Regions from separate parts of the Lactuca sativa genome. Here region 2 is linked to region 1. Evidence: chromatin contacts called from public Hi-C data. All regions are on one chromosome and are shown on one strand. The core of a region is the stretch at or near the end of the contact, and the rest is flanking DNA. Distances in the headings are between cores, read along the strand shown. Region 1 holds the start of LOC111908093 (exocyst complex component EXO70A1). Region 2 holds the start of LOC111908095.

Region 1 (2,700 bases), core at 130-2,629:
AAATGCTTCACTGCAAACTCCAAGTGTTTACTCCATTTTGCTATGTAGCCTTCAATGCTCTGTACATCGTTGAATTCAGAAACTGAAATCTCCAAGTAATCCAAGTTTAGAGCTTGTAAACTTGCTCTGACATTTGAGCTGCGAACATCTACATAAATAGATTTGCATTTTTCAAGTCTGTTGTTTGCTATTAGGGTTCCGAGGATTGCTTGAAGTTTTTGAATGATGGGGACTGGTAAAGGAGAAGGAGCAATGCAGGGTTGTTCATCTTTTAATGGAGAAGAAGACATGGGTAAAGGGACGCTGTTTTCAGTCAAGAGTCGCCGGAATTCAGTTTCTAATCTGTCTAATGCCGCCTCTAAAAGGCCGCCATCTAGGCGGTTCTTTTCTTCTTTGGTTTGTAGCTCTCTGAGATACTTTAGAGCTTTTTTTAGACTAGAAGTGTACCTTTCATCAGCGACATTGTGATCTTCTAGATACTCAACGATGTCATCTAACCACTGAATTGCCATTCCACAGTTTTCAGAAAGAAACTTCAATGCTTCCTGTAAGTTCTTCAATACCGAAAGGTATCCTTGAAGATCAGATTGAGGATCAGATAATGATTTTTCTAAACCGTGAATTGCATCAAACACCTTTAGGACAGCAGCGGCTGGGACAACGGCTCTGTTTATATGACCACCGACAGCATCAAGAGCATCTCTTTGAGCACGAATAGGACGAACAGCAGCTTCTAGACATGGTAGCCTTTGATTAATCTCTTCTAATCTAGGCCCGGATTTCCGTAGCGATAACCCTAGGGCTTTCGATTTCTCTAAATTAACCTTCAATGAATTCCTCGCCGACATCAAATTCCGAATCCCATCTTCACCCGCCGACCCCATATCCCAGAATTTGCCTAAACCCTAGACTCAATTTTCCCAGTCTAAACCCCAAACACCCGCATTAATTTACCGACAAGAACAGATCTATTGATACCCAATCAAAACTCCACGTTGGGGGGAAAAGATGACGAAATCGAATTCTTACGTAAACACCTCCACCTTCTCCAAACACACATACCCACTTCAAAATTGAAGATCATAAGACCATACAGAATCGAAGATCACAAAACGTTTTGAAATTGAGAGCGGGAGAACGAGACTTACGATTAATGGGACAACAGTAGTGGGGTTTTTCAAGATCCACGCTAGATGCGATGAAGGTAAAGTCTTGAAGAGTAATGGAGAGTATATAGTGTCTGTAAATTGGGTTTGGGTGCGAAGTATGGGTGAAATTTACGAGAAAATGGAAGAAAAAAACAAACCCTAAAAAGAGGTGGATACACAGTAAGTAGTACACGCTTTTGTTATTCTCAACTCAACTTTCTGCTTTTTCACGCTCCTTTTTATCTCTCTCATCCTTTTTTCCTGTTTATAGCATATATTCATGTATATGTTCCTAGTTTCTTTTTCATATTTTACTTTGTCACAAAGTACAATCGCATTTGGTTGAAACATATAAATACTTCATTTACAAATTCTTTGATTCGAAGTGTTTTATACCCATAACAACTACTTGACTTTAAATGAAATAGGATTTTGAAAAATAAAATAACATACGCAAATGTAAGAAGAAAGATAGAGATATTTTATTTTATTTTTAAAAATGACTTATATAATCATCGGAATCGTAGATGGACCTTATGATATGTGGTTTAGTCCTTTAGACTATGATTTGGGGTTACATTTGAGGTATAAAAGAAATTTCAAATTTTGTCATTTTGACATGACGAATCTTTGATGGCAATCACAAATAGCATTTGATCATCTATGATTCTGACCTAATTTGTGTTTTTTCTTTTCCCAAATGAGATTATACAAGTGTCTAATCATCTGCAGTTTCATCATGCCAAAAATCAAAAAACATAGACATAAAAACATATACTTTTGATGATATCATAGCTCTGAAGGTCGACCTATGATTTCGATGGTTATATGAGTTATTTCTTAACTTCTTGGCTATCTTTTAAAAAGTAATTAGAGAATTTACTAGATGTATCTTTTTCTAAAAAATAAATTGTAGCATACATAACTTTTTTACTAGAGTTCTCATTTTTTTTTTTTTGTTTAGTATGAAGTGAATCAAATTTTGTACATGTTTTAATGTTTAGATATGTGCATTTTTTATGATATTTTATAGGTAATGAACCGTACTTTAAGACTTAAGAGTGAAGAAAGTTGTTAGATCATAATTCACATAAAAAAAAAAGTTCAAAATATTTTTAAATTTGGTTAGAGTCGGCCGCAAGATCTTGGAGACTTTGTGCGATTTAACAAAATATAGGAAGTAAATTTTGTAAAATCTCAAAATTTAAGCAAAAAAATTATAAATTTTAATTTTCTATTGCAAATGCATAAAATTAAAATTTCATTCAAAATAATACACAAAAAAACAAGAAAAAATGGTTTCTATTTGAAAACAATCATCCTCCTAATATTTGTTTGAAATAAACTTTTCAATAACATATTCATAAATAAATTTATCCAACATGTTACTTTCAATCGTCATCAAAGTGAATCCATTAAGTCATTTTTTAGTCATTGTAAATTGTAAGTAGGGCTTCAAAATCTTGAATTTGGAAAAACTATGTTTTGTAGATGCAACAGTAATAGGAATAGTCAAAATAGTTTTATATGCAATAAATGTGATAGGAAAACA
Region 2 (2,822 bases), core at 141-2,640, 210 kb before region 1:
CTCTCCTTTTATTTTACACATTAAGCCCTATATATATTAGGTAAAAAAGAAATCATAAATGGAATCAATGAACACATATTAAGTGAACTAAAGATACCTGCTAAGGCTTGCAACTGACAAGCCTCGGTCCAATGCTTCTTTGCATATGTGGGACCCAACAAACCCATTTCCACCCAACACAAGTACCTGATTCAAAAGAACATTACAAATAAAAATCTTAATACATATACATATACATATACATACATGCATCTATACATATGCAATATGGCAAGACTCTATTCACTATACATCTTAAAAGTAAACAACTTCTCTCACAAGTTGCTAACAAGATCAGATACCTAAATAATGAAGCATTCCCTTTTTTGGAAGAGTTCCATTACAATGTTACTTATGTGCCCTAAAGTAATTATGAAAAGATAGTAATAGTAACGATTTCTTCAGAGGTGTTTAGATACTTGACAAGTGTTCAAACTCGTTGTAAACTATGTGCTATTTGGACATTAAATATCCTTGTTTAGATTGGGTATTGTAATCTTATCACCCTTTTATGAAGAAATATATAAAAATGGTCTCACAAAAACAATGGTAATATAACCTAAAAGAACCTTTTCTGCCGCAGGTGGTGGATTTATTGTCTCAGCATCCTCTACTTTAAGTGGTTCATCGATCTTATTAGATTCCGTTGACAAATATCTTCCTCTTCCGATTGAACCCCATGTATTGCTACAGTTTTACATACAAATTAAGCAATTCAGAATAATGCTAGTAAAGCTAAATCGACGAACGAATGAATTAAAACTCCGAATACGCCCTTTTCATCACACAATTAAACTCCGTTTCTCAAAATTGAGAATGCTAAAGGGAACGATTAACATAAACTACCTTTAGTTTTCACTAAACGCGACTTTCATTACAAGAAATTTACCTTCGTAGTCTACATTCACCGAATAATTTAATCCTTGCCGTAATTACACCAAAAAGAGGGAAAAAGAAACCCACTCGATTTACAAGGGATGTGGTTTCTTTTACACTTATAAAAATCTAAACCCATATCCAAAACTATAGATAAACTCGATAAATTACTACCCTGATTAAAAAAAGAGTGAGTTTTTAGACTCGGGTGAAAAGGGGAAAACCCCATTTGATCTGCTTTGATAGGGGCTCATTTCGGGCTTTACGTTTGACGAATTACTGGGGGGAAATGGGGCAGATAAGAATGAAAACTTACGATAATCTGGAGAGCGATAGTCTGGAATGAATTAAACGAGACATAATAATCGTATCAGTGTTGCTTTCGATGGACGAATTCAGAGAATCGAGAAGTAACTGGAGTCTGATTGTTTCGAAGAGAGGACAATGAAGGAAAAGAGAAGCCAGATGGCAAGCAGAAGATGCTGACACGTATACTATACACGTGGACTAATTTCTGCCTATAGTAGACACCGACCCAAAATAGGCGAAAAGCCAAGTTACACATTTGTCCCACAGTTTGCAATTTCATAAAAACAACTTCAAATTTCATATACCTTATTTTTAAATATCAAAATATTATATTTATCCAACTTAATTTTTAAATACTATATTTATCCTTCATAAAATTTCAAACTATCATATATGTCATTTTTAAACATCAAAATATCATATATATATCATTTTTAAATATCAAAATATCGTATATGCAATTGTAATATCTAAGATATCCTCCATCTAAAATATAATAATAATCAACAACAACAAAAACTAAACAATTTAAATATACATTCCATAAAAATAGTTGAAGATGAATATTTTTGTTTGTCAAAAAACTGATATTCCAACAATTTAAAAGTTTACATTCTATTATCATAGACTATCATAGACGTAAGGATAATATGGTTAAATTTCTTAATTATTATATTAGCTCTAAGGTATAGAAAAATGATTATAAAATATTAAAAACATCATAAAAAAAGATTTGGGCAAATATGATATTTTGAAGGTTTATGAAGAGTAAATATGATATTAAGAAATTAAGCTGGGTAAATATGATATTTTGAAGTTTAAGAACATATATGGAATTATCCCTTCTTATTATCTTTTTTTTTTAATAGTTCAAGATTCAATCGTTTCTAGGGTACACGTCGGAAGGGAGATCCATAATTATAATCCTTGGTGAAATAATAATATTTGTAATTGTAATGGAACGGTTGTTTAAAATGAATAATTAATTAAATGTATTTAAATTTAGGAAAATTGAATAAATAATCATTGAGCCTTTTTTTAAAAATAACCAATTTTTTAATGTGAAAAAATTTACCATTTACTCGGAATGTCCAATTTCGGGTTTTACCTTTAAATTTTGGAATTATTTTTTGTTTAATTTTTTAAATTATCTATGCAAATAAATCTCTTTTCTTACGTATAGTATGAAATATCCATTTCGAAATGCTTTTTTCAATTAAATGTCTGATTTTTTTTTTTTATTTGTTGTTGTTGTTGTGGTATCATATATAGTTCATATCTACTATTTTGTTTAATTTTTTGTTATATTTAAATAAAAATCAGTTTTTTTTCTAGAAATTTTAGAATTGTACATTAGATTATTTGAGATTTGTTCTTGAGATTCTTGACTTTTTTTTTGAACTTTTATTTCAGTCTGGATTCTGAAATGTTGGTCTGGAATTCTAAAATGGACCGAAATGTACTTTTTTGTCAAAAAAAATATTTTTTTCTCGGTTTGAAATGTCCATTTCGGAATTGATGGTTATTTTTACCAAAAAAGAACTTTTTTTTTTTAATTATTTTCTTTAAATACATATTTAATTATGGTTAGATTACCC

What was found. Hi-C and Micro-C count contacts between places; a contact is called where the count stands out from the background.
Region 2: a Hi-C map of leaf shows a contact between it and region 1, with 4 times the contacts expected there. The contact joins the promoter of LOC111908095 here to the promoter of LOC111908093 in region 1. A contact is called at or near these places in 2 of 4 Hi-C or Micro-C datasets (both in leaf).

What each region holds. Positions count from the first base shown.
Region 1 is chr5:158,443,060-158,445,759 of Lsat_Salinas_v11, reverse strand. LOC111908093 (exocyst complex component EXO70A1) reads right to left here and starts at 1,379. Exons shown (of 1, transcript XM_023903938.3): 1 at 1-1,379. The coding sequence starts at 884.
Region 2 is chr5:158,655,570-158,658,391 of Lsat_Salinas_v11, reverse strand. LOC111908095 reads right to left here and starts at 1,390. Exons shown (of 10, transcript XM_023903940.3): 1 at 1,232-1,390; 2 at 609-726; 3 at 98-186. The coding sequence starts at 1,275.